Linked DNA regions of Mus musculus: regions 2, 3 and 4 are each linked to region 1. Evidence: chromatin contacts called from public HiChIP or PLAC-seq and promoter capture Hi-C data. All regions are on one chromosome and are shown on one strand. The core of a region is the stretch at or near the end of the contact, and the rest is flanking DNA. Distances in the headings are between cores, read along the strand shown. Region 1 holds the start of Pelp1 (proline, glutamic acid and leucine rich protein 1). Region 2 has its middle 15 kb from the start of Slc16a11. Region 3 overlaps Mink1 (misshapen-like kinase 1 (zebrafish)). Region 4 holds the start of Alox12 (arachidonate 12-lipoxygenase).

The links. Promoter capture Hi-C pulls out the DNA fragments that hold promoters and counts their contacts. HiChIP or PLAC-seq counts read pairs in DNA pulled down with a chosen protein or histone mark.
Region 2: a contact with region 1 is called in a FOXA1 HiChIP or PLAC-seq map of pancreatic cancer cells. The contact joins the enhancer-like site here to the promoter of Pelp1 in region 1. A contact is called at or near these places in 11 of 39 promoter capture datasets (3T3-L1-derived adipocytes, cranial neural crest, embryonic stem cells and 5 more) and 2 of 115 datasets of contacts at active chromatin or transcription factors (embryonic stem cells and pancreatic cancer cells).
Region 3: an H3K27ac HiChIP or PLAC-seq map of embryonic stem cells shows a contact between it and region 1, with 6 read pairs. The contact joins the enhancer-like site here to the promoter of Pelp1 in region 1. A contact is called at or near these places in 13 of 39 promoter capture datasets (3T3-L1-derived adipocytes, the C10 cell line, the HPC-7 cell line and 9 more), 8 of 484 Hi-C or Micro-C datasets (CD4 T cells, the STO cell line, adipose-derived mesenchymal stem cells and 4 more), 14 of 115 datasets of contacts at active chromatin or transcription factors (bone marrow-derived macrophages, effector CD8 T cells, embryonic basal ganglia and 8 more) and 3 of 9 other capture datasets (adipose tissue, liver and pancreatic islet).
Region 4: a contact with region 1 is called in a promoter capture Hi-C map of embryonic stem cells. The contact joins the promoter of Alox12 here to the promoter of Pelp1 in region 1. A contact is called at or near these places in 12 of 39 promoter capture datasets (the C10 cell line, the HPC-7 cell line, cranial neural crest and 8 more), 16 of 484 Hi-C or Micro-C datasets (CD4 T cells, ECoMG myeloid progenitors, the HPC-7 cell line and 11 more), 10 of 115 datasets of contacts at active chromatin or transcription factors (bone marrow-derived macrophages, differentiating embryonic stem cells, embryonic stem cells and 5 more) and 2 of 9 other capture datasets (adipose tissue and pancreatic islet).

Annotation. Positions count from the first base shown.
Region 1 is chr11:70,407,610-70,412,647 of GRCm38.p6, reverse strand. It overlaps Pelp1 (proline, glutamic acid and leucine rich protein 1), which reads left to right and starts at 2,617. Exons shown (of 17, transcript NM_029231.4): 1 at 2,617-2,884. The coding sequence starts at 2,636.
Region 2 is chr11:70,196,087-70,201,124 of GRCm38.p6, reverse strand. No RefSeq gene overlaps it. Among named protein-coding and RNA genes, the nearest start is that of Slc16a11, 15 kb to the left of the region's middle. Within about 2 kb of position 2,629, at least 54 of the 459 cell types and tissues checked have an H3K27ac peak or open chromatin away from gene starts, as enhancers often do. A contact at or near this core is called in pancreatic cancer cells, where this site is marked.
Region 3 is chr11:70,583,161-70,588,198 of GRCm38.p6, reverse strand. The region is part of intron 1 of Mink1 (misshapen-like kinase 1 (zebrafish)); the gene reads right to left. Among named protein-coding and RNA genes, the nearest start is that of Gm51905, 15 kb to the left of the region's middle. Within about 2 kb of position 2,593, at least 163 of the 459 cell types and tissues checked have an H3K27ac peak or open chromatin away from gene starts, as enhancers often do. A contact at or near this core is called in the STO cell line, adipose tissue, bone marrow-derived macrophages and 4 more, where this site is marked.
Region 4 is chr11:70,252,690-70,257,727 of GRCm38.p6, reverse strand. It overlaps Alox12 (arachidonate 12-lipoxygenase), which reads left to right and starts at 2,358. Exons shown (of 14, transcript NM_007440.5): 1 at 2,358-2,590; 2 at 3,118-3,319; 3 at 4,400-4,481; 4 at 4,595-4,717; 5 at 4,830-4,933. The coding sequence starts at 2,456. All of the region lies in intron 2 of Gm40191 (a long non-coding RNA gene), which reads right to left.

The sequences.
Region 1 (5,038 bases), core at 1,368-3,867:
ATTGGGAAGAGAAAGGGGGACCAGTGTGTAGGGAAAGCAAAAGTCAAGAGAAGGTGATCGTTGTGAATATAACTGAAGTAAGTTATTTACAGACATGGAAATGTGCCCATGAGAGCCGGGTGTGGCGGTACAAGCCCATAGGCCCAGAACTTGGAAAGCTGAGGAAAGAGCACGCTGGTGAGAGAGTCTAAAGCAGGATTCATAGTGAGATGCTGTCTGAGGTGTTGGAGCAGGCGGAGAGCTGGGTGTGGTGGTGGTGGTGATGAATCTTTTAATACCAGTACCCAACAAGCAGAAGCAGGGAGATTGTGTTAATCCCAGTAAACGAGAACAAAGATCATTACCCAAATTCTTTTAGTTGAGTTAAGCAAGCTCATATTAGCCCCACAAACTGCAAGGATAGGAGATTTTTCCAAGAGTTTTTGGTTATGTAGGAACTTGCCAGACCATTTCAAAATTATTTGGCAGAACATCTCATCAGGGTGGAGATTAGGGTATAGGGTGTGGAACATGTCAAATTTCAGAAAATAGGTCACGGCATGGTCAAACCCAAGTCTCATAGAAGACAGGATGAGCTTAGTTTGACCTTGTAATAAGATGGCTTTCAATCTTAAGATGGAGTCAGGCTGGTTCATCATTTGCTGCAAGCTTGAGGTCAGCCTGGCCTACATAGAGAGACCTTGTCTCAAAGTACCTCCAAAATAAAATCTCCTTTCTCCATGCCTCTGTCTCTGTCTCTCTCTGTCTGTCTCTGTCTCTGTCTCTGTCTCTCTCTCTCTCTCACACACACACACACACACACACACACACACAATTGAAATGGAAGAAAAAGTCAAAAATAAGGACCAGGATTTAGCTCACTTGGTCAAATGCCTACGGAGCATGCATAAGGCCCTGGGTTCCAGCCCTAGCACAGAGGGAACTGGGTGTGGTGGCACAGGCCTGGGATCCCAGTGCTTGGGAGGGAGAGCTAGGAGAGTCAGAAATTTGATGCCATCCTTAATTTTTATTTATTTATTTATTTATTTATTTGTTTATTTATTATATGTAAGTACACTGTAGCTATCTTCAGACACTCTAGAAGAGGGAGTCAGATCTCATTACAGATGGTTGTGAGCCACCATATGGTTGCTGGGACTTGAACTCAGGACCTTTGGAAGTGCAGTCAGTGCTCTTAACCACTGAGCCATATCCCCAGACCCCATCCTTAATTTCATAGGAAGTTACCTTCAAGGGGAGGTTACCTTGACTTTAAAAGTGTGTGTATGTGTATGTGTGTGTGTGTGTGTGTGTGTGTGTGTGTGTGTGATAGAGATTGGAAGAAAAACTTTTCTAAGAATGGCAACAAGCCTGTCGGCAAAATTGGAAGTCTGTGCAAAGGCCTTGGAATTGATGTTGCTGGAGGATAGAAAGAAGGCTAGTTTAGTCCAAGACTAGGAGAAGAAACAAAACAAAACAAAACCTCAAACATCTCTCCACCCCTAAAACAAAACAACAAAAGACCAGAGGAAGAAAGAAGTGCTTGTACAGCCTGAGGTCAGGTGGTATAGATTCTAGTCTGTGTAGGGAAATATTCTTATCTTTTTTTGTTTGTTTTTTTGAGACAGGGTTTCTCTGTGTAGCCCTGGCTGTCCTGGAGCTCACTTTGTAGACCAGGCTGGCCTTGAACTCAGAAATCTGCCTGCGTCTGCCTCCCAATATGCTGGGATTAAAGGCGTGTGCCACCACCACCCAGTTAATATTCTTATCTCTAGAAGCTACAGAAGGACTCTAAACTGGGAAGGACAAGCTTTCTTGGCTCCAATCTGTAATGTCAGCATTTGAACTTGTGAGCCTGAGGCAGGAATATTGCCACATCATGTCTGAGGCCAGCCTGTTAAAAAGCAAAAACAACAAAACAAAGAACTGGCTTATATCAGAAAAGCCCAATTCGGCTTTTGTGTGGTGTACAGACTGCAGAGGGAGGAAATAAGGCAATGCTGAGGCCTTTGAAAGTGATAGGTTAGCCGGGCGTGGTGGCGCACGCCTTTAATCCCAGCACTAGGGAGGCAGAGGCAGGTGGATTTCTGAGTTGGAGGTCAGCCTGGTCTACAAAGTGATTTCCAGAACAGCCAGGGCCCTGTCTCAAAAAACAAAACAACTGTGTATAGTAATGTAAATACACAAATGACTGTGGGTGTGTCTTGGGGACAGAGTGACACCTCTGCTACTTTGTGGCATGTGCACTGTTTGAGCTTGTTTTTCCATTGTTGGAAAAGCAGTTTAGAACGTTCCAGATTTCAGACTTGGGGTTGGCTCCTTAGATAGGATTACTAAGCCCAGGGAGAAGGTGACCAGAAGCCACGCTGGACTGAGATCTTTCAGACTCCCGCGCCTTTCCTGCAGACCACGTGTCCGGCCTGCGCAGCAACGCCTCCGCCCCGCCCTACAGCGCTCAGCCCGGGTTAGCAGTTTGCAAGCCGCCCCAACGCTGGCGCTCGCCCACATTGCGCATGCCCCCTCCTGCCGCAGGGCGCCAGCCCTCATTCATCCAGCCCAGCAGGCCGCAGCCCCCTCCTCAAGACCCCTCCCCGAGCGGCGTGCGTCGCACTTATGTTTGCGTCATCACGCCACGCCATTGCTCGAGCCTGTGAAGATGGCGGCGGCCGTTCTTAGTGGGGCCTCTGCGGGCTCCCCAGCTGGGGCTCCTGGCGGGCCCGGGGGTCTCTCTGCGGTGGGATCCGGCCCGCGTCTGCGTCTGCTGCTGTTAGAGAGCATTTCCGGGTTGTTACAGCCGCGAACGGCGTCCCCCGTGGCCCCTGTGCATCCCCCAATCCAGTGGGCCCCGCATTTGCCCGGGCTCATGTGCTTATTGAGGCTGCATGGGACGGCAGGTGGGGCGCAGGTAAGTCTGTGGCTCCCGCGGTCACCGTGGAAAGGCTGGTGAGGCGGCTGGGCACCGTGGTCCCGCCTTCCTGAAGCTGACACTGGAGCTGTGAGCTCGAGGAGAGCCGAGAGTGGAGAATAGAGCCACTTAACCATTGAGGACGCGATCCACAGACTTCATTACCTGCGCGTTCCCCAGAGCAGTATTAGGCCCCTTTTCTGTTAGGTCATTGATAAGCACAAAGCAATGAAGGGGCTCGGTTCCATCCCAGGTCCCCTGACTAGTTCAGTCCTCAGCGAAACTTCTTTTGGCGGCGTTTTCCCAGGGTAATTGAACACAAACATTTACTAGCTCTCAGCCAAGGGCCTACCCCTTCCTACTCGGCGCTCCAATTCCAGTCATAGTGGCGATGAGCAAAATGCCATAACACGAAACTAAATCTGGTATGAGTTTCCTAAACCGGTGTAGAGAGAGTATTTAGAGATTTCTCCAAAAGACCTGGAGTTTAAGATGAACAGGGGTTAGGTAGTGAAAGAAAATTAGAAGGGGTAGTTGAAACGTTAGAGGAACACTCGTGTAGGACGGGTTGGAAAATGAGGGCAATGTTTGGGTTCGGGGTTTAGGTGGTTAAAGAGAGTGGGTAGAGTTGAGGCTGGTGAGGTAGGCGGTAGACAATATGTTGTCTACCTGGTTAGGAGCCTGTGCACAAAATATTCACATGCGTTCAGTTCCTACAAGCTAGAAACCCAAGTGCCATCCTCGATATGTGGTTTCTTACACACTTCCATAAGCAGTCTGTGAAGTTCTGCCTTTTTTTTTTTTTTTTTTTTTTTCTTATGGAGGCAAAGTCTCACTATGTGGCTCTGGCTGGTCTGGAACTATGTAGACCAGGCTGGCCTAGAACTCCCCGAGATCCAGCTGCCTGTGGCTGGGCATCCGCCATCTTGTTCAGCTGTATGTGTGTTTATGTTAGTGGTTATGGGCCAAGGGTAGCAACGGTGCACACATCAAAGTCATAGGAACGTTTAGGTCCTAAGGTTCCTGTGTCAAGACAAGGTCTCTTGCCAGTGGTGGACTGTCTAGCCCGAGTGTTTATGTTGATGCTCTTTGGTTTTACCTTGTGTTTCTCAGTAGGGGACGCTGCGATTATAGATGCTTATACTACTATGGCTGGCTTTCGGATGGGCTCTGGAAGGCAGGATTGGGTGGCTTATATTCATTGTACTCCTCAGACAGTTGGGAATACTACAGTTAAATCTGCCCTCCTAATGGTCTTTTGTTTGTTTTGTGTGTTTTAGAAATCTCTCTGATTTTTTTTCAGTGACCTGAGTTTTTGTTGTGATGCACTTTTACTTCAGTAAGCCCTGCACACATGTGCACACGTGTTCCCCAATAGGCAGTTGGCACGTTTCTATAATGTTATGTCCTCTTCACGACTGCTGTGATCTACTGTGGCTATCACCTGGGCTTTGGGCAGCCACTTGTGCTGCTTTCTTCCTGGTGTTACCTTAGAGGTGTCTGCGGCCTCTCTGTCTCTCTGTCTCTTTCTCTCTGACATACATTTATGCCGCAAAGCAGAGAAAAGGGGAAAAAAGCAATTCCTAGTGAATAATGCACTTAGATTTATGTGATGCATTATGGGGGAGTAGCTGTTGACCACTCTGGCCGTTGAACGTGCGTTTTATTATCCTTTGTGTGTAGAGATCGTGGAAAAGCTGTATCACTAAGGAGCTGAGTGGGTCTTTTTGTTTCCCCTGGCAAATGCTGAATAAATGTGAACCTGTGGGGTTTTTTTGTTTCTATTTCTATTTTTTTAGGTTTATTCATTTTATGTATATTTTGCCTGAATGTAGTACACGCACAAACGTGTGTGTTTGTATACTTGGTGCCCATGGAGGTCAGAAGGGCATCAGATCCACTGGAACTGGAGTTGCAGATAAGTTTGAACCACTACCTGGGAGCTGGCAATTGAACCTGTGTCCTTTGCAAGAGCAACAAGTGTTCTAGCCTTTGTTTATGTATTCCTGGCTGGGATTATCTGTGCAGCCCTGGCTGTCCTGGAACTTGCTGTGTAGATCAGGCTGGCCCCTGCCTCTGCCTCCCAAATGCTAGAATTAAAGGCTTGTGCTATTACCAGCACCTGACTTCACCTGTGTTTTAATGTCCAGTCAG
Region 2 (5,038 bases), core at 1,380-3,879, 210 kb after region 1:
CATATCTTAAAAATAATATACAAAGAAATGAATAATAAAGTGGGGGTTTTCTAAAAGGACGGGGTTCTGACTCCAGGCAGCTCATGACATTTAACTGTTTTAGTCCCGGTATACAAATTGTGTCAATCTAAATAGAATCTGAGCCATGACAATGGCGTATGTACATCATGTACTGGTAACTGGGGCCCAGCGACTTATAAAAAGTATTGTTCTGGACACTACTGTCCCTAAGCATCTGTAAAGAACGTTAATACCCTTAGGCCAGAATTATCAGTGGCCCTCCAGTGAGCAGAGACCTGCAAGGGACCCATCACAAGTCAGGGCACATTACAGATAGGTTCACTAATCAAGTCTGGGCGCCTTTGCTGCTTTTCAGTTCATTCTCATTTCCGCCCCACCCGTTCTCACCCCGTCTTCTCCACCCCAACCTTGCTCTGCCCCAGGCTTGGGTGATTCTCCTGTTTGATCCTGTTTGATCTGATCAGATAGAGCCAAGAGGTCAAGAGTGACTCTGTCCTTTTTCTCTCTACTCTGCCCATCTTTTATGCTACTGCTGAGTATTCTGTGTCTATCTACCTTTCTAGTTCCAAACTGGTACCTCAGTGTGTAACTTACATGGTCTCTTAGAAGATATATCTAGATAAACTCTAGATAACCCCACTGGGCTGCAATGGCTTGGCCTGGCCAGGATCTCTATTTAACTGAGTCATGTGAGCCTAAAAGCCAGAAGTGGGGGGTGGGAGGGAGAAGGAGTTGGATTACAGGTTTCCCTGAGGCTGTGGGAATGTACACTAGACACCCTGTGGGAGCTACCAAACCTGAGTGTCCAGGAGGTCAGCAATGAGTGAAATAAGGACACTCCAGGCAAAAGCATACCTTGTGCAACACTCCTACCAAGGTGTTCTTCTGGACCAAGGCATCTGAGGGCCTGCTTTCAAGATCAAGGCAGATGCCTGGGTGAAGTCCGGTGAGGACTGGTGAAGTCTGGACAAGTTGCCGGTCTGAAGGTTTCATGACCTGGCGGCCGGCTGGCCGGCATATACCCTCTTCTTTTAGATCTTTTCCCTTTCAGTGCATTTGCTCTGAGCTGAGTTCCTCTTATCTGCCACAAATCTCCTTTACAAACCTTGTCCAACCCAAAATTATTTCCTCTGAAAGCTTTCTCCTGCCCCTGTTTTGCAAAAACAAACAAACAACAAACAAACAAAAACCCTGGCAGCCTCCCTCGCTGAGGATTGCTGTTCTCTAGTGCATTCAAATAGGTTTCCCGAGTTTTCTGTAACCGAATTTCAAACTCTCAAAGGAGTTCCCCTTTCCTTGATCCGTGACGGGGAGCCATTTGCGAGGAGACTGCCCTTCATTCACCACACGTTTGGGAGGCAGTGTTATGCCCTCAGCTGCGGCCCCTGGAGACCCTGATTTCTAGGGAATGAGTTTCCACCTCACTGCATCCGGGATTTGGGAGATAAAAAGCTGGTGCCTGAGGCTTTAGAGCAGAAGTTTTAGGACTGGGGCCAGTGGGTGCTCGAAGCACTGAGCTAAGGCTCCACACTGAACTCCACAATATATAAGGCCTGCCTGGCTCTCTCCTCTCCTCTTCTCTCTCTCTTTCTCCTCCCTTCCTCCTTCCTTTTCTTCCTCTCGTCTTCTATCCCTTCTTCTTATTGAAAGGAAGCTTCCCTGTGTTGCCCAAGCTGACCTTGACTTCTGGGCTGAAAAGATCCTCTCACCTCAATGTCCTGGGAAGCTGGAACCTACACATATGTACTACCTATCCTGGCTTCTTGGTGGCTCTTAAGAGGCTCGTGGTCTTTGAGTTTATTTCCTTGTTGTCCTTGGGTAAACAAGCTTAACCTAACCCTTCCCGAGTGTTTATGCAAATGCTTGAGAGGTGAGCACCTTTACGGACTCGAAAATACGGGAAGCAAGATTCTAAAATAACGAATGCTTAGATAGGCGTCTACAAAACATGACATTAGCCAGTCAACCCCTTTGTTAGAGTCTGTATTCCTGAAACAACTCAAAGGTTGATTTTCTTTTCTCACAGCCAAAGACTCCATCCCATGTCCATTTCATTATGATCCATAATAATTGATAAGAAGTCAATCAACAGTGAACTCGTTGAGGTTCAGGAGTTGCAGTCAAACCATACAAACACCGATCTCAGCTAATTGAGAATAGTTTAGCGAATGCATACCTTAATTCCGAATGTTCAGGGCCTTGAAAAGGACTCAGAGGCCTAATTGCGGTACTAGTCTGCTCTCAGGGTAGGCATTTTATAGGAAAAACCAGGTACTAGGTTCCAAAATTTAAAGGGCAATGAGTGGGAGCAGTTGGCTTCCTAGGCAAAGTATCATCAGCTAACCTTTAAGCGGATGGGGTGGTGGATGGGTGGTGGACAGGGGAGTTTCAGAACATTGAGATAACAGAGCATGAGCATTATAGTCATAACGTTTTGGTTTATTAGTCGCATTCTTCAGTGTCAGCCACAAAAACCACACTGAGCTCAAACACAGGAAGGGCTGCCCAGTGGTCAGCTCTGACTCAGGCTATTTTAGACCTAACAACTCATCGTGACCTTTGACTTAATGGGTCCCATGTAAAACTCTGTGGTATTTCTTAAGATTAGCAACCCTCATTCAGAACATACAGAACAAAACAGGGTGTGTGGTCAGGGTGTCTGAGCCAAGCCACTGCTCTGTGTCAATGACTGGCAGGCATGTTACAGCAACAATATGAAATAGCTGGCAGGCACAGAACAAAATGGCTACAGCTATGTTGGGTGGGTGTCAGAGCATAATAGACTCAGTGAGTTTTTTGTAGATGAATACATTTTTAAAATACATGTCCTTTAAAAAAAAATAACAGTCACTGAGCCTGGAAGTTTAGGCCAATTAGCCTAATTCCTTTAGAGCCCAAGGCATGGAAATTGAATATTTAAGACTTGCCTGTTCTATAGAGATAAAGGCTAGCCTGGGCAAGTTAGTAAGACTTTGTCCGGAAGTAAAAGGTAAAAAGAGCCAGGCGTGATGGTGCAAGCCTTTAATCTCAGCACGCTGGAGATTGTAATTGAATAACAGTCTGGTCTGCATACAGAACTCCAGGCCAGCCAGGGCTAGAGAGAGAGAGAGAGAGAGAGAGAGAGAGAGCGCAAACACACAAAACCCCAAAACAAACAGAAGTAAAAAGTCCAGAGAGAAGGGCTGGAGATATAGCTCAGCGGTTAAGAGCATTGATGTACTTCCAGAGGTCCTGAGTTCCCATCCCAGCAACCACATGGTGGCTCACAACCATCTGTAATGGGATCTGATGCCCTCTTCTGGTGTGCCTGAAGACTGTGACAGTGTACTCATGTAAATAAATAAATATTAAGAAAAAAAAAGTCCAGAGAATAGCTTGGCAGCAGAATATATGTTTAATATGTGTGAGGCTCTGGGTACCATAGAAAACTCATTAACAGTAAACATGTTATATTCAGCATGGAACATGAGTGCTCTAATGCACACAGATTCAAGAGGTTCTGTTGGATGGTAGCTAGAATATGAATCCAGAAAGGAGGCCAGCTGCCTTCTAGTTCTGCCTTAGCCAATTAGGGACCATAGTATTTGATACTATGTAACAGTTCCCTAATTCATGGGAAAGATGATGATAAGTCCTACGATCTGAATGTTTATATCCCTCCAGAGTCCATGCGTGAGATCTAATCCCCATCACAATCGTATCAGGAGGTGGGGATCTCCTGAGGCTACTAAGTGAATGAAGTTAAGGTCTTTGTAAAAGGTCTGAGAGCTTGTGACCCCCTTCTGCTAGACAGAACCATCTGTGAAGCAGAGAGTTGGGTCTTAGGAGACACTGACGCACGCTGTGGGCTTTCCAGCCTCCAGATCGATGACCAATACATTTCTATCATTTATAAATTATTTGGTCTACAGCATTTTGTCAGGGCATCTCAAGTGGACTGGGGATTGAATGATTTAGCATTTATAGAGTGGTAGGAGAAATGCCTACAAAGAAGTAACACTGTTTAAGGATGTATTTAAATAGAGTAGGTAGATGGGTGGGCGGAGGAGAGCTCTGTGATCCGTGAGTCTTCAGTAAGCTTCTGCCCATTTAACCTGTGAACCTAGGAGGAAAGGGTGTGACCCCTTAGCCATAGCTATGGGAGGAATCAGGGCACTTGTCTCTCAGGCCCCAAGCAGAAGAAACTGCAGGCCCCAGAGGGAACAGTGCAGTCTGAGCATACCTCCTTCTTGGGCTACTCTATCTTCTGTTTCGTTTGGAGGTCTGGTTTTCTCTGGAAACAAGATCTCACATATCCCAGGTTGGCCTCTGAAAGGATCAAAATTGGCCCAGGACACATCAAAACCAAGTTCTCAGTACAAAGGAAATTTATTTGCCCCAGAGGGACAAAGAGCCGGGAATAAGAGACAGAGACGGAAGATAGATGAGAGAGAAAAGGGGCAAAGGAGAGGAGGACGGGATATTTGCCACCGAGGGACAAAGGATAGAGGGACTTCTGGATAGAGAGAAGACAGATGTTGCCCAGAAGCAAATAGTTTATAAAGGAAGATGAGGAACACCCCCCCACACACACACACCCACACAACTGCTGCCCTCACCCTCTCTACCCTCACTCTCCACCCCCTGTTAGGATGAGTTGGTTTGTTTTGATTAGGCATGTTAATTAGGTGAGCCAAAGTGGGGATTTTGACTACTTCAATACTTGGATAGCTGGACTTTTGTAGTCAGCCTCAGGAGGAGGAAGTGGCCAAAATAAGAGACTAGACCTTGGTGGCTAGCTGTAGGAATGTAATCTAACAGTTTATCAAGGCTTGCCAGAACCAGGCTTGGACCTACTAAGACCCTTCCTTCTCCAATTCACTATGTAGCTAAGCATGGCTTTGAACTTTGATCCCCCTGCTTCTGCCTCTGAATGCTGGAATTACAGTCATGAACCACCACACCCAGCTGTATGTAGTTTGGGATCTTCATAAGTGCGAGGCAACCGGTCTACAGGCTCAGTGCAGGGAGATACATT
Region 3 (5,038 bases), core at 1,344-3,843, 180 kb before region 1:
CCCTATGCATTCCAACCAAGGGAGAAGATGACACAGAGAAAATGGAGTCAGGACTATGATTCAGGTAAAGGAAGGCAGGAGCTGTCAGGGAACAGAGTACATGGATATCAAAGCAGACACGGAGGGACAGCACAGGGGCTGAGAGCTGCAGCAGTAAGTTAGACTGCAGCCGTCCTCCCTGTGCTGGTTCCTGAAGTCCAGCACCATTCCTGCTCCATGGAGTCATATATGCTACAGTTCCGGTGCTCAGCAAGACTGCAACAAGGTTCCTGACCCCTAGTAAAAAACATCGACTTCCAAGGCAATGTGTGTTTGCAATCCCAACGCTTGGGAGTCTGAGGCAGGAGGATCTCAAGTTCAAAGCCAGTCAGAGCAAGGAAGCAAACTTTTGTTATAAACAAGAAGAGCTGATATTAACAGACAGGCACTGTACTGTTTTACACAAGGCAACCAATGTAATGCCCAGACACATCCGAAAAGTAGAGAGTTGTAGTATTCTCACGGACAATCTGGACTGTGAAGGTATGGGGATGTGACAGCCAATCCTAACAAACTGCTCTAGCCCAGTCATGAGTGACACTTCCGCCAGAGAGCTCAGACCTGGGTAAAAATGTACACTTACCTCCCCTGTGCCGGCTAGAGGATGGCATGGTTGTTTTATTACTGTATATCAGGGAAGAGAATGGGAAGGAGCAACACCATTTTCTTGCCCAGCTGTGGACTCCATAGATAACTGTAAAGTCCACCTTTGAGCTCCACCTTTATAAACACTTCCTTTAGCTCAGCATACTGTTTGGCTCTAAGGTTGCTATCCTGTTAGCAGTAAGAATAAATTCATTTAATTTAAATTTAAACTGAATCTAAGTCTTTGGTCTTTCCCAGTAAATTCAAAAGCCACAATAAAGGTGTTATGTAACTCCTTAAACAGGAAGACAAACAACCCAAAATAACTTTAGGAAGTCCCCTGAAACTGACCAAATTCATGAAGCCCCTCCCTGCCAGAGTAAGAATAAAAGCTGAGAGTCCCTCAAAGACAAACGGAGCCAAGCTGCCAAGGAGACTCTGAGGCTGCCTGGAAGAACCAGAAAACAGAACGCTAGCTGTCTGGAAGAGGGTCAGATCCACTGAGTCACTCGGAAAGGACACTCTCCAACTTGCTGCGCAGTGGGCTCTAGGCTCTCAGCTTTGTGAGCCATCACCAACGCTGGGGTGGGCCTTGGTGATGAATCTGTCCTTAAGTTATTTCTGTCCCTGTAAGCAACCCTCATCCATATTCCTGTAAGTAACCCCAATAAAACTCATTGGTTCACCAAGTTGGACTTTGGTGGTATCTGTACTTTGGTCTGTTGTGGACTCCCTATCGAGGGTAAATTAAAAGTTTTGTCACATAACATGAGGTGTGTAACATGCTCAAGGCTGGCAGCCCGTTAAGTAGTGGAGGCAGGATTTAAGGTATAAAGGCATGCAGCTGCTTCCAGAACCAGCCATCCCTTTATGTGACCTACCCTGAGTAAGCTCTTACAACCAAACAAGCTGGACAGCACATTGCTATTCTACCTTACACAGGATTACGTTTCCTCCTCCCCAGTAGAACAGGAGCCATTTAAGGACAGGATGAAGACAGCACTTAGGTGTTATACACAGAATGAGGGCTGGCCAGACTTGTGCCAGAATGAAACAGCAATGCCTTCCCTTCAGCTCTGAATTTGTGGCATATGCAAAACTACTTTGCTGTACAGTGAGCACATACAGTCAGGCTCTGGCTGCCTCTCCCATCCTCTTACTAGTGCTTCTATGACTAAGCATCTATCATCTCATTCCTCTCATACGTTAGCATTTCCACATATGGCCATGTATGTTGTTGTATACCTTGAATCCCAGCGCTAGGGAGGTAGACACAAGCAACAACAATCTAAGTTCAAGGCCAGCTTGATCTACAAAGTTAGCCCCTACTCAAAAGGGGGCCAGGGTGGGGTTGGGACAATGGATGGACAGTAAAACTCTATGTATGAGTTGGGTACGGTGGTCTACTCCCACAGTTCCAGCACTGGGAGGCAGAGACAGGAAGACCATGAGTTCAAGCCCATCACTGGCTATATGCATTCAAGGTCAGCCTGGGCTATGTGAGACCTTGTTAAACAAAATCACATACTTTTTTTTCTCCCTCTGGGAAACTGTATAACGTAGCCTGAGGGCTAGCTCCAGGTGATACATTCATTGTAAAGGCTAAGAGGGCTTGGGAAGCAAGTGCAGGGAAGGACAGGATAGGATAGGATAGGATGCTACATCAGCCTGTTTGCTGATCCAGGAGTCTTATAATTATAGAAATTCTTGTCTGTAAGGGTTCATTACTAAATCCAGAGAAGCTGCTAGCATGGTAGAAAGATCTGGAAACATAAAATCTAGAGGAATTCCTTAGGAAAGAAACATTAAAGACAAAACAAGAAAGCCAACTAGAAACAAGAGAAGGACTGGTCTCACGTGGGCTTCAAGCCCAGCCGTAATTACTCACTCAGCTGTACCCAGCAGGCCACTGCAGTCAGTGCCTCACCTCTCCCTGCCCCGTGGGAACTGGGCCAGGAGGTAAAGCTGCCACAGGGTGTGGGCGGACCGGACAAGTCTTGGCTAGCCAGCTGTGAGGCTGGAGGACCGGAACCCCCACCCTGACTCGCTCCAACCTTACTCCCAGCAGAGTTCCCTGTGATGACCAACAGCACAGAAGAGACCAGAGGAGCAAAGAACCAGGGGTTATGCAGGAAGAGATTGGAAACTTGAGCTCTAAGATGAACAAGAGGCTGGGCAGCTCACCCTGGAAGTCTCTGTGTATCTGGTACCATTTCAGAGGCTAGAGCAGGCTCCTGCATCCCTGCTTGAATGAGAACAATGGGCCTGTTTTCCTCAGCTCTTTCTGTAATCTAGAAGGCCCATATAAAGCATGGTGGGCTGGGGGGTTATAAAGGCAGTGGCAGAACACCAATAGACAGCTTGGGAGACGGACATTTATTATTTATTACTTATTCATTTTACATCCCACTCATTGCCCCCTCCCAGCCACCCCCTCCCACAGTCCTTCCCCCAACCCCCTCCTCTTCTCCCCAGAGCAGGTCAGGGTTCCCCTGGATATCTCCCCACCCTGGCACAAGTCTCTGCGAGGGTAGGTATATCCTGAGGGAAGGAATTTTTGATCTCTCATAAACTCATCGCTCCTTCAAAGCCACTTCAAACATTAACACTTAAGTGTGAGCACTGTGCAAATGCAACTTTGAAATGCATCCTTCAGTTCCATTCCCGACCAGATTACCAGTTTAAACCACTATTATTGAGAGTGTCTGGAGCACCACCAGGGGAGCATCAAACAGGGTTTCCCAACAACTTAAGGGCCACCAGGATCACACACCTTTCTCAGTTCAGGCAGAAGTTAGGAGAGGCAAGTGTTCTGGTAAAGTACGGCAGCCTTTCACATCCTTCATCTAGATAGGAGTAATTAAGGATGTGCAAAAGAGAGACAGCAAGATGAGCATGTGTGCAGGAGAGAAACCAGGGGCTTTGGGGAGCTTGGAGATACAAGAAAGTCTCACAAGATCACCTCTGCCTTCATGCCTAAGCAGAGATGACATACAGCTCCAAGGACCCAAAGGAAATGCAGAGACAGACACCAGCCTTCTCAACAGGTGAGCTGAGTGGGTCTCCATCTCCCAACCTCAGAAAGCAGGCAATAGAACCTGTTCTCAGCCCCAATGGTTAAATGTGGAAAGCAGGCCCCTAGCTAAAGCACTGGACAGGTTACATCCTTAGGGGAAAGGAAGTGGATGGAGAAGGGCTCCCTAGAGGACCCCTCTTCAATGACCCTGAACCTGAAGAAGAGAAGAGAGTGTATAAACATTCTGAAGGCTAAAATCCTCATCAAACTGTCAGTATTCAGCACACCCACTTATAATAAACTATGCTCTCATGAAGCCTTCCAAGATCCAGGTCCCCAGATTTCCTCACTGTCAAAAATGGACTCTCAACTCTACTGGCCTCCCTCTCACACTGGGAAACGTCATCAGCTCTCCGTGGATTCTGACTGTACACTGTAAAGTGCCAGTCTTCTATGCATCCATATTCTGAAGTGTTTTGTTTCTGTAGCAATCAAGTATGCTCCAGGAGTAGAGGAGAGGGAAAAGAAAGCAAGATGGGTATTTACATAGAGGTGGCGTAATGCGCTCCTTCTGGGTCTGTAAGCCAGGAGGAGGTAGAGAGCATGCACGCATGCACACACACATGCAGATACATGCGGAAGCAGAAACAAGTTAGAACAGAACACATCTATGAATACAGATGCCATTCTCATCAGAAACTAGTCAGTGCAAAGGGGCACCCTACCTGCCGCAAGGATGTAAGGGAATCTCCCCTAATTACACCCTTTGGTTTTACTGTCCCCAGACCTAGGCTCCCTAGACTTTGCAGACTCACAAGGACCCCAGGGTGGCTGCCTGCATCAATCTAGAGGGTCTTCAGAAATGGCCCAACACTGGAGATCTACATGAGGAAGGCTGGTAGGGGAGGGAGCAAAAGAGAAGGAACCAAAACTCAAGCAGCATGATGGGGCTCTAAAATGGCCGCAGGCAAGGCAAGGACAGATGGTCCCTTTTTGAGCTGGGGAAGTGGAGAAAGGGACAAGGAAAAAATAAATACCATCAGTCAGAAATTTAAAAATAAACTGAAAAACCCGAAAGATAAACAGCTTGCTTCTGAGGTTCCGCCTGCCTGCAGAGCTCTCTAAGGGGAAACAGAGCTGCAGGCCAGGGAGACCAGCCCCTAGCCTCAAGTCTGGAGGAGACTACTGATCATGCAGGTCAGGAAATCCTGCAAATCCTGCAGGCAGCTGAGGTGGTATCCTGCCTTTACCCCGAGTTAAGTAAAGGCCTTAGTTTTTAAAACGGAACAAGCTCTCCACACACTTGGTGTGTCCCCGGGGAGCAGAACTGCATTATCATCCCATGGCTGCTGCCTTCTCCCAGTCACCCAGCATGTGCAGTCATTAAAGTGTTTTCAT
Region 4 (5,038 bases), core at 1,109-3,608, 150 kb after region 1:
AGGCAGAGGAGGCAGAGGCATCTCTGTGAGTTCTAAGCCAGCCTGGCCTACATAGTAAAAATTCTTTCATTCAGATAGATGGATGGATAGACAGATATGAGAGAGAGAGAGAGAGAGAGAGAGAGAGAGAGAGAGAGAGAGAGAGAGAGAGAGAGAGATCTGAGAGCATGTGTCAGAAAACAAGTAAATTCATATCTGTTTCCAAGTAATGAAGCTGGCCCAAGGCTTGTATAGGTTTGCAGATTGATACAAGTTCCTCAGAGACAGAAATATGTTAGGCCTGAGTTCAATACTCAACACTACAGAAAACAATTAGGAATTAAATGTATCTTCTCAATATACTACATGGGCTTAAAAACTGAAAAGTGCAAAAAACCAAAAAAACAAAAAGCTGGGCGGTGGTGGCGCACGCCTTTAATCCCAGCACTTGGGAGGCAGAGGCAGGTGGATTTCTGAGTTTGAGGCCAGCCTGGTCTATAAAGTGAGTTTCAGGACAGCCAGGGCTACACAGAGAAACCCTGTCTCGAAAAACAAAAACAAAAAACAAAAACAAAAGCAAGAGGGAAGCAGGTCTTGGAAGTGAACATCCTGGTAGAAACTGAAGAAGTAGTAGGTGGTAAGAAATGGGAAAGGGACTCATGATATTTCATCATGAATAATAATAAGTTAATACACAGAGGGCTCTGTGTCAAACATTGTGCTAAGCGTCTAAGTGTCTGAACACATCATGTCATTAAGCTCGTGTAGAAGTTCAGTTCTTTTTCTTAGTGTTCTCATTCTCTCTCTCTCTCTCTCTCTCTCTCTCTCTCTGTCACACACACACACACACACACACACACACACACGTAACCTTAAGGAATCATCTAGTTGATACAAACCAAACTCTTGAGAAGGCAAAACACGGCCCACGAAAATGCACGAGGAGAGGGCCACGGCCTGCTGTGGAGAACCAAGGGGATGTAGAGAAAAGAGTGACGCCGGAACATTGAAAGGAGGGGGAGCTGTCACTTGACAGACACCCAATCCAGAGCACAGAACTTCTAGGCAGGAATGGGCCTGGAGAGTGTGCAATAGTAACCCACGAAGGACCTGACATGCCCAGGGTTTGGAGGCCTGAAGGTGTGACCTGGAAAGTCTCAGACTTTTCCTTCCTGCAAGCAGCAGCATCCTAGGTCCAGAAAACAGATCCTCCTGGCCCTGGCCTAGCCACCAAACTAGAACATCTTAGTTTACAGGAACCTAGTTAGGGACATGTACATGTGACAAAATCTGAGTCCTGAACAAGTTTCCCACTATTCACAAGGTCCCTAACCAAGTGTCATTCTCACCGCTGCTCATGACTTTACTTTTCTGAGACCCAAGGCCAGGAGATAACTTGGGAAGAAAATCCAACCTGGGCTCCACTAAAGAAAGGCTCACTCTCCTTACCTGGAAGAAATAAACTCGTGAAACCCACCCACTGGACTGTAACTGATTCTATACTGCACCCTCCTACCCAGACTGGTACTCTGCATCCGAGATCTGGAGGAGGTTGGACAAAATCATTCACTGTCCTTGGCCTCCCTCAAGATGCGTGGCCCATGACACTTTTGTGTATTTGAAATCTTAAAGTCGGAGCTGGAGAGATGGCTCAGCGGTTAAAAGGGCTTACTGTTCTTCCAGAGGTCCTGAGTTCAGTTCCCAGCAACCACATGGTGGCTCACAACCATCTGTAATGGGATCTGATGCCCTCTACTGGTGTGTCTAAGACAGTGACAGTGTATTTACATACATAAAATAAGTAAATCTTTTTTTTTTAAAGAGAGAAAGAGAGAAAAGAAGGAAGGAAGGAAGGAAGGAAGGAAGGAAGGAAGGAAGGAAGGAAAAGAAATCGTAAAGTCTTATGTTCAGGTGAGTGGGAGACCATGAGGGTGGGGGAGAAGGCAGGGGTGGGGTTCTAAGTCTGGAAACGCTGTCTTTTCAGGCTCAAGGCAGCCTGGGAATCCCTGGGGGTTTACTGAAGGGGTGACTTCAAAAGCAGTACAGAGCAGGGACTGGGGGTGTTTGGGGACCACAGATGGTTTTAGCAGCTGGGCATCCCCCAGGCCCTCCCAGGCTCACCTGCTATAGGCATTCCTCTCAGCCCAGAAAAGACACTTCTTTTCCCTCCGTTTGAAAAATGGTTTCAACCCCTTTGCAAGTTCTCCTAAAAGCCCAGAGACCTTGGGAAGGGCCTCCTTAGCTCCCACTGTAGCTGATCCAAACGCACACCCCTTTCCCAAAGCCTGTTCTTGGGCTGGGCTAGCAGGTTCAGACTAGTCTGGGGCGGGGACTTGGGAGTGCCTAGGAGTTGTGAGGGCGGGGACACAGATCCATCTTTTTAAAGTTTTGGACCTGGCCCCGAGGCGACGGTGGCCCTGGGCGGTCTTCGAATTGAACTTAACTTGGATCGCCTCCTGAGAGGCCAGAGGGAGCCATGGGCCGCTACCGCGTCCGTGTGGTCACTGGGGCCTGGCTCTTCTCCGGATCCCTCAACCTAGTGCGTTTGTGGCTGGTTGGGGAGCACCGGGAGGCGAAACTGGAGCTGCAACTGCGGCCAGCGCGGGGCAAGGTCAGTGAGCAAGAACTGGGGCCCTCTACTGTCCAAGCAGAGAGTAGGAGGATGGCAAGGGACAGGAGACTAGGGTCTGTGACAGTAAGACCGCGATGGAGATTTGTAGAGGTGGGACACCGGGAGTGATGTCAACTACGGGCCCCGGGTGGTCTCCTTTCCCACACCCCAGCCCAGGCAGCCCTCTGAGTCCTGCATTCTTAGCCCCAGAGCCGATTTAAATACAGGACTTGAGGTCAGTCGAAGCTCCTCCAAGTTCCGGTGTGGTGGGAGCTCAGTGAACGGGATGAGACAGGCGATGATCGTCATCATCTGCTCAAATCTCTGGTCAGCGCGCTGTAGACGCTGGTCTTCCCTCAGAAATGGGACATCTTAGACCCGCCAGACAGGTTAGGGGTGGAAGAGGGAAGGAGAGCAGGGGCGAGGTGTGTTCTTTGACGGCTGCGGTAAGCTGAGGCTCCACAAAGGGGAGGCTCGGCCACCGAAAGGCTTCTCCCAATCCCTTCTATTAAGTGTGGTCCCCGCAGGAGGAGGAGTTTGACTTCGACGTTCCCGAGGACTTGGGGCCACTGCAGTTTGTGAAACTGCACAAACAGCACACAGTTGTGGATGACGCCTGGTTCTGCAACCTCATCACAGTTCAGGGGCCGGGGACAAGTGCAGAGGCCGTGTTTCCCTGCTACCGCTGGGTGCAGGGAGAGGGAATCCTGAGCCTCCCGGAGGGGACAGGTGAGCGGGGCAGCATCCTACCCTGGGGGAGTGGACGAAGAGGGAAAGGGCAGTGCTGGCGGCGAGGGTGTGGAGGAATAGGGCTAAAGAGGAGGAGAGGGAAAGAACTTGGAGAAAGGGTGGGCAGAAACGGAACAGTGAGTTTCTAGGGCGCAAGTGAGGAAATGAGAAGTTATGAATTCCCCAAGTGTTTCCCAGGATAAGTGATGTTGCAAATGAATTAAAGAGGGAAGTAAGAGATCTGGAGACTCTGTTTTCCTAGATAGAAAGAAGGTCATGGAGCCGGGGACACAAATGGAGAAGTAAAGAAAACAGTAGTACTGTGATTCGGAACCCGTGGGGAGAGGGACAGGTGAGGGGCTCAGAGAACAAGAGCTGGTGGCCAATGAGCAACGGGGCCGCGAGGAAGGGCCGCTGGTCGGCTGATTTGATTGGATGGTGGGGACCACCTGGCAGGAGGAGGCATGCGAAAGAGCCCGTAAAACTTCACATTTTTACCATGGGAAACCAGAGAAAGAGAAGTGCAGAGGCAAGTGAAAGCCAGGGTGGTAAGGGCGGGAACACTTGGAGACAGGTGGATTTCACTGAGGCGGCACCCAGGACAAGTCAGTAGCTGTAGAGTGATCAGCTCCAGAGGCGAAGCCAGGAAATGAAAGTACCGCTGAACGTGAACAGATGAAATTTAAGGTGTGAGATTAGCCAAAGCAACAAGTAGCTATAGGTGTGGTGTTGGTGACACCACATTTCATCACCTTAATTAGCGTGATTCTCCCCTCACCCCACCCCCACTTTAGATATTGATGAAATAGATTAGGAGATTGTGAGCTTAAGAAACAGGAAAGCATGGAGGATATGGGATTCTGGTCTGGAAGAGAAAATTGTGGGCTGAAGGAAGTGAAATGTGAGCTCAAACCAGCAAGAACCCGATGAATGTGTTCAGGGATCAGTCAAGGCAACTCCGGAGATAAAGACAAAGGAGCCCAGCAGAAAACATAGACTCTGGCTACAAAGAGAGAGTAGGTGACAAGCAGAAGAGTGCTCAGAACCAGACAACATGTAGCTAATTGTAACTTTCCCCAGCCCGCCTGGCAGGAGACAATGCCTTAGATGTCTTCCAGAAGTATCGAGAAAAGGAACTGAAGGAAAGACAACAGACCTACTGGTAACCATTTTCCCTAGAGGCCTCCCAACTGCCCCCCCCACCCCTCCCTCTCCCTGCCCTGCACCCATCACTGATCTCAACACTCTCTCTGAAGTGTTGTCCCCAACTTGTAGCTGGGCCACCTGGAAAGAAGGCTTACCTCAGACAATAGCAGCGGACTGTAAGGATGACCTTCCTCCAAATATGAGATTCCATGAGGAGAAGAGACTGGACTTTGAATGGACGTTGAAGGCGGGGTAAGGAGAGGGTGGACGCTCATGGGATGGGGTCTGGGAGATCCACGAATGGAGGTGGACAGTGAGGAGCTGAGGGTCAGGTGATGGGCTCATGTCTTAACACCTATCCTAGGGTTCTGGAAATGGGCCTCAAACGTGTTTATACCCTCCTGAGAAGCTGGAACCATCTGGAAGACTTTGATCAGATCTTCTGGGGCCAGAAGAGTGCCTTGGCCGGTCAGTGGTTTCCCCATAACCCCCTAGTGGCCCCTTTTCATTACAATCCATGGTCCCCATGGGTCCTTGCCAAATTAAGATGTAATGTGCCTGATATTCTCACAG